4 separate regions of the Mus musculus genome follow, and regions 1, 3 and 4 are each linked to region 2. Evidence: chromatin contacts called from public HiChIP or PLAC-seq and promoter capture Hi-C data. All regions are on one chromosome and are shown on one strand. The core of a region is the stretch at or near the end of the contact, and the rest is flanking DNA. Distances in the headings are between cores, read along the strand shown. Region 1 has its middle 150 kb from the start of A530076I17Rik. Region 2 holds the start of Bmp4 (bone morphogenetic protein 4). Region 3 holds the start of 4930527F14Rik (RIKEN cDNA 4930527F14 gene). Region 4 has its middle 170 kb from the start of A530076I17Rik.

Evidence for each region. Promoter capture Hi-C pulls out the DNA fragments that hold promoters and counts their contacts. HiChIP or PLAC-seq counts read pairs in DNA pulled down with a chosen protein or histone mark.
Region 1: a contact with region 2 is called in an H3K4me3 HiChIP or PLAC-seq map of craniofacial prominence, with 2.7 times the contacts expected there. The contact joins the enhancer-like site here to the promoter of Bmp4 in region 2. A contact is called at or near these places in 5 of 39 promoter capture datasets (cranial neural crest, hippocampal neurons, liver and 1 more) and 6 of 115 datasets of contacts at active chromatin or transcription factors (craniofacial prominence, embryonic limb bud, fibro-adipogenic progenitors and 3 more).
Region 3: a promoter capture Hi-C map of hippocampal neurons shows a contact between it and region 2, with 3 times the contacts expected there. The contact joins the promoter of 4930527F14Rik here to the promoter of Bmp4 in region 2. A contact is called at or near these places in 3 of 39 promoter capture datasets (hippocampal neurons and liver), 1 of 484 Hi-C or Micro-C datasets (embryonic stem cells) and 2 of 115 datasets of contacts at active chromatin or transcription factors (both in embryonic stem cells).
Region 4: a promoter capture Hi-C map of second pharyngeal arch cranial neural crest shows a contact between it and region 2, with 4 times the contacts expected there. The contact joins the enhancer-like site here to the promoter of Bmp4 in region 2. A contact is called at or near these places in 6 of 39 promoter capture datasets (the C10 cell line, cranial neural crest, hippocampal neurons and 3 more), 8 of 115 datasets of contacts at active chromatin or transcription factors (craniofacial prominence, embryonic fibroblasts, embryonic limb bud and 5 more) and 1 of 9 other capture datasets (liver).

The regions. Positions count from the first base shown.
Region 1 is chr14:45,812,652-45,815,351 of GRCm38.p6, forward strand. No RefSeq gene overlaps it. Among named protein-coding and RNA genes, the nearest start is that of A530076I17Rik, 150 kb to the left of the region's middle. Within about 2 kb of position 1,285, at least 2 of the 459 cell types and tissues checked have an H3K27ac peak or open chromatin away from gene starts, as enhancers often do. A contact at or near this core is called in craniofacial prominence, where this site is marked.
Region 2 is chr14:46,389,324-46,392,023 of GRCm38.p6, forward strand. It overlaps Bmp4 (bone morphogenetic protein 4), which reads right to left and starts at 1,346. Exons shown (of 4, transcript NM_007554.3): 1 at 981-1,346. RefSeq lists promoters at 1-978, 1,029-2,700, 1,029-2,435.
Region 3 is chr14:45,542,358-45,545,075 of GRCm38.p6, forward strand. It overlaps 4930527F14Rik (RIKEN cDNA 4930527F14 gene), which reads left to right and starts at 1,353. Exons shown (of 7, transcript NR_045809.1): 1 at 1,353-1,432; 2 at 1,918-2,000. It overlaps Gm41144 (a long non-coding RNA gene), which reads right to left and starts at 1,042. Exons shown (of 4, transcript XR_003951187.1): 1 at 1,028-1,042.
Region 4 is chr14:45,835,822-45,838,521 of GRCm38.p6, forward strand. No RefSeq gene overlaps it. Among named protein-coding and RNA genes, the nearest start is that of A530076I17Rik, 170 kb to the left of the region's middle. Within about 2 kb of position 1,365, at least 3 of the 459 cell types and tissues checked have an H3K27ac peak or open chromatin away from gene starts, as enhancers often do.

The DNA of each region.
Region 1 (2,700 bases), core at 35-2,534, 580 kb before region 2:
GATGGGTTGGGGGGGGGCGGTGGGGTGGTGGGCGGTGATGAATGCATACTGGTCAGTTTGTTGTTTTCTCTTTGTTATTCAGTCTGTAACCCAGCCCCTGGTGTGGTGCACTCACAGTCATAATGGGTCCTCCCATCTCAGTTAGGTAATCTCAGCCATCGCACCCCCCCCCCCCCCCCCCCCCCCCCCCCCCCCCCCCCCCCCCCCGCACACCCAGACACTTGTCTCCCAGGTGATTCTAGACCCTGTCAAGTTGACAGTCAATATTGACTTTCAATAATTTCACTTTTTTTTTTTGGTATTTGATTGAATCATGGTTGGTCTTCTTTACTAAAATGGGAGGTTCAGAATGTCTTGCTGTATTCATCAGTGACTAGCTGATGTGTGGGCTTAGGTGGTACAGAGCAGTCCAGTTTGACTAGTCCCTGGTAATGTGCTCTGTGGTTTTTTAGTTTACACAATCTAGCTGGTAAACATGTCAAAAGAATCTTTTTTCTCTTTACCGATTCTGAGGGGTTCAGACATTTATAAATGTAGTCACACTTATTGTCTACCAGCATTGGGTTGCAGAGACTTTACTCTTGTTCACTCTTCAAAGTAAAGCAAGTCAGAGTGAAGACTTTGCTCATGGATGAGAGCTTAATCCTTAGTCACATTGGTACTACCTGAGAAATTGCTAGAAATTCAGAATCTCGCCCGAGACCTTCTCCCTAGCCTGTGGTGAACTGGGCCACACTCAGGCCTGGATACCGGCAGGTTTGGAGAGCTGATCTTGATGAGAGGGTGAAGTGGCTGCCAGCATCATCTCTGAGGGCCCTGAGACCTCTCTGCCCTCTGCAGCACAGCTGGATCCTAATGGAAATGACTGTCACTGCTCCTGTTAACTGGGGCCACTCTTGTTTATCCAAGGTACCACACCAAGGCTTAGTGGTAACATTTCCCAAAACCTGTTTATTTGCAAATAATAGAATAGCTCATGCTCTCACAGAGCTGCCCCTCTGTCCCTCTGTTGGAATATCCTGATTGTGGCCTAGAATGTGTCAGTGTCTGTGGCTGGAATAGTACCAGGCAGTCCCCTTTCCCCAGTGCCTACCAAATCAAATCCCGATGCAGAGAAAAGGTTTTCCCTGACTTCAGCATTTGGACTATTTGTTCAAACCATCATTATTTGACCCAGCATTGACCTTTCCATAGGATGATTGACAGTGGGAACATCCATTGCCTTCAGGGGAACCCCACCCCCATGCACATGGGTGTGGTCTGACATATAATCCTTTGACACAAGCACATTCCCTAAAGTTCAGGTTATTTGGTCTTAAATGACACCATATGTAGGCTAGCAGCAGCCCTCACAACCTGCTTCTCCTTTTTCTCTCACCAGGGTTCTGATATCTGGAAGGGGATCCACACCCTGCAGGACCTGGGCATAGAAGCCAGGAACCAGAGGCAAGGAGCCTGTTTTATAAACTTACTGAGAGCAGGTGGGACAATAGGAGGAGGGAAAGTTGTGACCAAAGAGATAATGCAAAAATGTGAATAACAAGTGGGGTGCAGTTCTCTCCTAATTCTTCTAAACAGTGAGTGTTTGAAAGTGCGGGAAAGATTACCCTCCCCTTTGTATGCACACTGACAGTGAGGAGATTGGCTGTTGTTGATGCAGGTGAACAGTTATAGACTGGCTTTGAATGGATTAGCACTGTCTCGGGAACTCTATCCCGTGGCAGTCCTTAGATTCTCTTTCTCATTGTAAAGATGCTGTGTGTGTTTTAGAAATAACTCCGTTATGCTGCTGGAAAAGCTTTCTTTCTTTCTTTTTTTCTTTTTTAACAAAAGATGTTTTAGATGTTGGAGAGAAAACAATGTGTTAGAAGCCCTTGCTGTTTATTGAGTTTAATAAATAATAATGATGACAAAAACCCTTCTGTTTGTATAGCTAAAAGGCATTTCCCACACATGATTTTTTTTGTTGGTTTTTTTTTTTTTTTTTTCTTTGAGACAGGGTTTTTCTGTATAGCCTTGGCTGTCCTGGAACTCTCTCTGTAGACCAGGCTGGCCTCAAACTCAGAAATCTGCCTGCCTCTGCCTCCCGAGTGCTGGGATTAAAGGCATGTGCTACCACGCCCGGCACCCCATACATGATCTTATTTCATCCTTCTATCAGTCCTGGGGTTATCCAGAACTGTGAAATTATTCTCATTTTGGCAAACTGAAGCCCGGAGAAGCCATGTGGCCAGAATAGTGAAGATGCCCTCAGACTAATATATAACTCTAGGTTTAATTTTCTCTTTGGTTTTAAAAAATGTAAGAGTTTCGATGACATTGAACCAATTGCCTACTGCCTATGTGGTTTAGGCAGAAATTTCATCATAATAGGCATTTCCTGACCTTTTCCTAGGATTCTGAGTGGTCTCAGACTAGAGGTGATATATGTGTCAGTCACATGTACACACATGCTGACACATGCACACACTGACACACACAGATACACATACAGGTACACATAGAAACAGATAAACACACACACTGGCACATAGACTCACGCACATAGACACACAGACACACACTGATGCACATACAGAGGCACACACATATATACATTCATACCTTGACACACAAACTGGTACACACACAATGACACACTCACATAGACACACACTGACACACATATAGACACAGACAGATGGACACACACATACACAC
Region 2 (2,700 bases), core at 96-2,595:
TACAGCTCCTGGAGGCAGTTACCCTTCACTTTCTCCCCAGAATCTTCTTCTAAAACCAAAATTTAATAGTAGCCTCGGTTTGCCAAATATGACCCTGCTAGTGATTCAACATCTCACAAAACCTTCAGTTCATAAACCAGGATACTAAAAAAACTATCAACCAAAGCCGTGGCGGGAAACCTTCTGAGTCCCCGGGGCCCAACTCCACTGCGTGTAAGGACCCCGCAATTCCCGAACCCTTTGGAGTATCGCAAGCTCCTCATTAGCCCTGCTGGCATGTCCGCACAGACACAGCATGGCAGAAGACCCGCACAGGTAGCCTTTCGGCATCCTGGCCACGGTCCGTCGAACCTTACACCCCTTCCCAGGGAGGGGAGAGTACCAGAAGGCAGAATGCATGGGTGCCCATGTCTAAGAAAATAGCTCCTGGAGATGGGAGCGAGTTCTGTACCTACAGTTCGCTAGCTCTCAGGGGCTGGGAGGGGGTGCGTTGGGGACAAGATTAGGTGACACCCCGCTCAAGGAAGCCTCTCTATCCCGGGTCGCGCTTTAGAGCAAAGCAGGACTACAGCCTCTTTTGCAAAGCTAGCTCTGGCTAGGTTCTCTCTCCTAATGAAGCAGTCCTCAGTCCCCCACTGGTGTTGAAACTTAGAGTTGACTCCCTCCTCTCCCACTCTTATAGTCTAAGTGGAAGCAAACCCACCAAACCCCACAGTTCTTCCCAATGACCTCTCTTCCAAGGCCTTCTCTCCTTCCCGCCTCTCCTGGCCCGCACCTCCCTAAAGTAGGTTGGATAGACGCAGTAACATATATGGAGGTGCCTTTTAGCCTCCATCATCCCACCTCCAACACTGTTGGAGAAGGAAGGAGGAATAGGCCAACTTTTGCCTCGGTTACAGCCTGAGCCCCATCCCCAGCTTCTACTACGGGTGCACCTCGAATCCTCAGAATAGCGCCCCTCTCCAGGTTGCCCTGCTCACCATTGGTTCCTGCAGAAGCGGGCTCGCCAGCAGCTGCTTCTGGGGACCTCTAGAAAGCTGCAATGAACCTGGTCGAGGGCCAGAGACTGGATCGCTGCAGGCTCCAAGACGGTTTAGACGAGAATCCCATCAGGGACGGAGACCAGATACTCAGGCTGGGTTGCAGCGCAGCGGCGTCTTAGGCTGGGGTCTCTCAGCTCGGATGCCGAACTCACCTAGCTTCCGGGCCAGGCCTCGCGCTCTTGCCTTCCCACCCTCCAGCACCACCCTCTCACATCTACTCCTTCCTTCTCTTTTCCCTCCCTCTCTTTCTTCCCTTCCTCCCCAGTCTTTCCCCCCAGCGGCCCCTCCCTTCTTCCCTCCTCCCTTAATCGCCTCCCCTTCTGGGGATGGGAGCCCCGCCCACATCCTCCCATCCAGCCACGGGGCCTCGCCTCGCCTGGCAAGGCCCGGGTCCGGAAGATTGCACAGCTCCCCAGCCCTCAGTTGCCACCTTGGCTGGGACCGATGCCTCCAGCTCGGGAAGCAGCCGGGGCTCACCTGGGGACCACGTGCAAGAGGTACTAGAAAGCATGCACCAACTAGTCTCTGTACCTTCCAAAAATACCCATGGGAGTCTGGGCTTCCCTGAGTTTAGAATAACTGCTGCCCAAACTGATGATTAAAACACTGAGTAATCACCATTTACCCCGAGTAATTAGAGATAATGAAACACCTCTAAAATCAGGTTATGGAGAAGGGAGCTGTTGGATTGGTTTAAAGGGTGGCCTTCCGTAAACTGTTAAAGGATTCCCAAACGTTGAAACAGGCTGTGAGCAGGGCTGTGTGCCCGAAGGAGATACCTCTTCAACTATTAGGAGGTGACTTTCCCCCCAAAAAAGTTTTTGTGAGATGTTTCTTGTGGACATTTGAGAATTGCACCAACCCCCCTTAAACTGGGTGCCCTCCATCGATCCCCCAGGTCTAACATTTCAAGTGCACAGAGGTAGTTTGCAGGCACTTGGCAGGCAAACAGGCCTAGGCCTTGTAAGACAATTAGAAAATCCTATTTATATCTCTGAAGCCTTCTTAACTGCCAGATGGTTATTTTGTTTGTTTGTTTGTTTGTTTGGGACCTTCCAGGAAGGTAACACAGTGCCTTTTAGGCCATGTAGAGAAAAAAACAAAGTGCCCTTTGGCCCCTTTTTAAAAGAAGGGAGATGAGGAATTGAGTCTTTCATAACAACAGTAAGAACAAGAGTTGGTAATCATGCTAGCTGGGAGGTGGAATGTGGCCGGCTTTTAAACCTTCCCAAACAGGAGCTAATTTCACACCCTGCCTCTGATGGAGCTGGGAAGGAACTATCAGCTTCATCTTTGTTTTTACAAACGAGGATGGGGAAGGTGAGCCAGGCTAAGAGTATTTGCCCAGAGCGCTGAAGGAAATCACAGCCTCTGCTAAAGGGAAAGCTGCAGGGAAGGGGTGAGGCCAGCAGCCCAGAGCTTCAGGTAGCTCTCAAAGGGCTGGAAGATAGCAATTTCCGGTTCTTGGTTTCTGGGGTGGGTGTTATACTCCCTTGTCACCACAAAGCAGTCTTGACCTAGGGCCGCTCATCTGACCTTTGTACTTACACACCTTCAGAATTTAAAAAAAAAAAAACAGGAACGAGTTCCTGTATTCTACTGGCCAGAGACAAAGGGTGAGAAGGAATGTCAGGTTGGAAGGAGTGTTAGAGGCTGA
Region 3 (2,718 bases), core at 103-2,602, 850 kb before region 2:
CTGCCTTTGTCCCTTGGGTAACACACGCTATCCTCCTATGTCTGCAGGCTGGCATTACAAGTATATGCCACCACCCCACTCTAATTTCTTGATCTTGCTGGAAGTTGTTGTATAAGCCAGAGCTCTGAGGCTCTGCCTGGAGGTGTTTCAGGAGGCTTCTGTGTGATGCTCACTAAGTGTGGTGTTAATAATCCTGCTTTTTGCTTCTGATAGTCTTTATAGTCTTAGCTAAGAACTACAAGGGGTTACAATAGAAGGCTTTCACCTTTGACAATTGCTTTGACCATCCCACTCAAACTGTTTCTCATATCACCCGGTACCTCCACCTTGGTGTAGGCAGCAGACTAGGCTGGCCTCAAACTCAGAAAGATCCTCCTGCCTCTGCCTCTCAAGTGCTGGGATTAAAGGTGTGCTCATCACCATACCCAGCTCCAGGTTCTTTTTTTTGTGCCATCTTCTTCTTTAAAATTCTCTCTCTAGATGATTTTCTTGTTTAGAGGCTGAAGATGGCCATTCTGCTGAGCCCCAGGTTTCTTGTCTAGACCCGCTCTTGATGCTGCAGAATCTCAGACCCACGGGAAACATTTCAGAGTGCTCTGTTCAGGGTGAGACTCTGGACTTCTTCACCAATGTCTGTATCATTCGTATCATCAAATGGTACCTTCGACTCTGTTGTGTAACTTAAAAATGAGGAGGCAAGCTTGGTCTTCTGCTTTCGTTTTCTGCCCTTCTACAGTGACCCACTTAACGCTGAGTTCTGCTAGTCTGTGTCTGGAGTAGATTACAAATTGAGCCTCCATTTTCCATCCCCACCGTCCCTCTATAGTTTAAGCTATGGTCAGGTCATCTCATCGAGATCGTGCACTCAGTAGCCTCCAATGTGCTTTCTCCAATGTCCCTCCAGTTTACTTCCTACCCAGTCCCCAGAACAATCCTCCCAATCCGTAACTCTCACAGTAACCGCCTTCTGCGTGCTTCAGATGACAGCCATCATTGAAAAGCCTCACGTGATCCAGCCTGAACTGACCTCCTGATCTCTTGCTGTCTGTGTCACATCGCGCAAGCTTCCTTGCCTTTCTGTCTTACCACACACCATCCCTTTGCCTGCAGGCTTTCCTGGATCCTCTCTGGCTATGTGTGAGTCAGCTCTGGAAGGCTCTACGGCAGCACACTCAGTAGGAGCCGCAGGTCCTTCCTGTCTGTTCACCTTGTGTTTCCCCACCTGCTTCTGTTGTCCTAGACGACCATGCAGTCACCATGCCTTTGTTTGTTTGCTCACCTCTGAACCCAGAATCTGAGCTCCTAGAAGAAAGGCATCTCCCTCTATCCCACAGGCACGGCTCTTCATAGCCACACTCCAACTGAGTACAGTGCCCAGCACATGGCTAATACTCCATAAATATTTACTGCATGAATAAAAGATCGAAAGAGGGTAAGTAAAAGAACCCCCCGGCTGTGTACCTTGCCTTGGGTCTATGCTTCCAAGAAACTTAAACTCTCTTAGAGGGCCATTAGATCCAAGAACATAAACATCACAGATAAATATTGATGCATTTCTCCAGCCACATGAATATTCAATAATGTGCTGCTTCTGATGTTGTGCTGTAAACAAGCTGTGTACTGCCTTAATGTCCTCATAGGTATGGGTCTGTAACCCCTCCCCTCACTGCCCTTCAGTAGTCAACCTTGGCCCCCTGTCCACACAGCCTAAATGCTTCTCCTCGAATGACTTCTGTGCTTCACTGAAGCCGAAGCCTTCAGGAAGTAGCCCGCTTGCCTTGCTCTACCAACTCTCTTTCAAGCCCCTAAGAGGATTGCAGTGCAGAGGCACCCAGATCTCCATTAGAAGCTGGTCCACCTGGAGCTGCATCCCGTGCCCTCCTGGTCTCTATTTGTGAACTCTGGACTCTTTTTCAGGGACTCCCGAGTCTCTTCTGGACATGGTGATCCTTCCCTCACAGCATGTACTATGCTCAGCTCCTCCCTCCCTCTTGGGCCAGGTCTGGGGTAGGGGAGAGGGGGGAGGGGGAGGGGAGGGGGAAGAGGGGGAAGCGGGGGGGGGGGGGAAGAGGGGGAAGCGGGGTGGGGGGGGAAGAGGGGGAAGAGGGGAGGATGGCTCAGAATGCCCCGCCCTTTCCCATTCCTTGCAGCCATCCTCTCCTTCCCAGTCAAACTTCCCAGAGACATTTATGGCTCTGTCTATGCCCTCATATCTCTATCTCCTTACCACCATTTTGGCACTATTGAATCAACTTCTTCCCTACCCCACAGACATAGTTAATAGAGTAATCACGAATTGCCTAAAAGCCACTATAATTGGTATTTTAAAAAAAAGGAAGGGGGCTGGTGAGATGGCTCAGTGGGTAAGAGCACCCGACTGCTCTTCCGAAGGTCTGAAGTTCAAATCCCAGCAACCACATGGTGGCTCACAACCATCTGTAACAAGATCTGACTCCCTCTTCTGGAGTGTCTGAAGACAGCTACAGTGTACTTACATATAATAAATAAATAAATCTTAAAAAAAAAAAAAGGAAGGAAGGAAGACTTTTATCCCAGGCACGAGGAGGGGGGGGGGGGTCACAGAAAGTACCTTACCAGGAAAGCAAGTTGTAAAGTGGCATTACAGAGGCTGGACATAGGTACTTACTTCCCATCGGAGGAAATACGGGAACAAGTTTGAGGTGGTGAAGCAATGTTTATGGCAAGCCCTTGTTTGAC
Region 4 (2,700 bases), core at 115-2,614, 550 kb before region 2:
TTTCCATTGAAAAATCAATGCAATCTCCTTTTGTGTCTATAGAAATTAGATTAATTCTTAATACATTCTTTAAGTAGATATGTTACCAAGTCTGTTTTAATGAATATATAAGACATTTTTCATAGAGTATATATTCAAATACATTGTGCAATACTATTCTTAGGCAAAATTATTTTTTAGGCCACATGAAACTGTACCACCCTGCTTACATAGTATTTATTTGCTTAGGGAATCTCCATCCTCAGGACAAAGATAAATTTCAGTCCAGGTAACATTACATTTTCAACTAGTGGAATTCAACTGAATGATATTTCAGCTGTCTTTCATAGACTGAGTTACTGAGGTCAGCCAGATTAAAATTCTCAGTTATGTTAGTCTTGAGAGGGTCCAAGAACTTCTAAGAAGGGATCTAAAAACTACTGAGAATTTTAGAGAATATCATCCTAAAGACTGTCATTAAGAAAATAGACAAAACCAGATGTTGGCAGATATGTTGAGAAAGAGGAACACTTATTCACTGCTATTGACAGCGGAAACTAGGCAGCCACTATGAAAGTCACCGTGAAGAGTTCTTCAAACTATAAAAGCTAGAACCACTATGTGACTTAGGTATACCACTTTTGGGCTTCTAGCTAAAGTACTGCAATACTACCATGGTGATACCTGCATATTTATGTTTATTTCCACACTACCCACAATGGCAAGGAGATGGAACCAGCCTAGATGTCCACCAAAAGATGAATGTGTAATGAAACTGAATAAATACACAATCCAATCTTAATCAACTGTAAAGAAATGTGATTGACATTTTCCGGAAAATGGAAAAAACCGCAAAGCATATTAATCAAGGTAATTAAGACTTGCAAAGACAAAAATCGCAAATTCTTTCTCATATGTGAATTTCAGCTTATATAAGTGCATACAACTGGGTGTAAGTATAGATGTAGTATATGAAACTGGAGAGAGGACACAGGAAAGGAAGTAGTGTTGAGGAAATGAGGGAAGAACAATAGGACCTGTGTGACAGAAAAGGAGAAGAGAGTCCACTGGGATATGTGTGGAAGGTATTGCGGGGACAGCAGGATAGGGGAGAAGAGATGGGGAGGAGAATCAGCAAAAATCAATCTTATTTGAACATGTCCTAATGAGACCAATGCTTTGTATGCTAACTAATACTGAGAAATACACAAACAGTTAAGAGCATCTTAAAGTTTTAGGTGGTGTTTAAAGGGCACATAAAATAGCAGTTAGGCTTGTGTTTGGGAATCTGTTCAGCCATCGAAGGGTCTGTGTGGGTGTCGGTTGGTTAACCTTTCAGAAATAACCGGAACACTCCAGCAGGACTCCGAAAGAGCCTGTGCACTTGTAAGCTTGGCATTCCTGAGCTGCGAATAGTTGCGCCACACCAGATGAGCTGCTAGGAATGCCGAGGGTGCCAGGGAATGAACTTGCTTACTTCTGACTTCTGAGAGGATATAATCCAAATGACAGGCACCCAACGGGGCCCAAGGTTCAGCACTTGGAAAGCAGCAAGACTCGAAGCCACCTGCGGTTGGTGATGGAAAGCGAGTGTCTATGATTTTAAAAAGTTAAGTATTATTTGGGCTTCACACTCCAAATAAAGTGCCAGGAGGCATAAGTGTAGAAACCACGTATGTGACATCAAGTGTGAGCCTGTTGGGTGCTGGCATCTGAGTGACTTAGACAGAGAGAGAATATATTCAGAAGTATAATAAATAGCTTAAGGGGATAGATTAAGAGGCCTAAATATGTTTTACTTGGATGAAGAATGAGAAGGGGGGATAAGCAGACATCTGCAGGTGCTGCAGGAAATGTTTGGGGTGGTGTGTAGAGGCACAGTTATTCCTGACATGGAACTGAGGAGAGGAAAGCTCAGCCCGAATGTCAGGAAAATATTTCTTACACAATTTCCACAAAGCTGCAAAGGGAAGTGGGCAGGTCTTGTTATTTAAAATCACACGAAACTAGGTTGGATCAACCAGCTGTTTTCGTCTTCACTCTCTCCACCATTTCTTGACCTAAAAATATCGGATTTTCTCTGTTATTGCTTGTATTTGTAAGTTATAAAAACTAGGTGTTCCTTGTGTAAATTTGAAGGTACTTTGTAGCTGTCAAATAGGAAATGGGAGAATCCCATAGGTTGGCGGTGTAGGGTATTGGCAAAACCCCTTCTTCTTTCTAGAGCTCATTCCTTCATTTAGTTTTAAAAGTTTATTTGACTTCAGGCTTTTCAGTTTTGGGTTTTACTTTTAGATTCTAATTGCAAAAAGAGCAGTTTGTGGTACTTGGGATCAAACCAAGGCCTCATAGAAGTCAAGCCAACTGTCTACCACTGAGCTATTGTCCCAAGCTCAGGAGTTGCTTTGGTTGGATACTTAAAAGTACTTACAATGGAAGGTGTCTAATGGAGTTAAATCCGGAATCAATAAAGAAGTTGCTGTGTGACTCCCTGGGAGTCATAAACAAATCTGTTCCCCATACATCATCAGCAACAGACCAAAGTTGCAGATTTACCAATGTCCAGCTTAATACAGGGATGAGTTTCCTGAGCTTGCTCACAGGGTATGGGTGATGCTTGACTGGAGGGAGGATCACTTCTCCTCTCCCCTTAGCAATTGTTAGCGCTAGTGTAACCTTTAGGAGGGGACCTTGTGAATCTGGTAAGTTTTAGGAATGTCC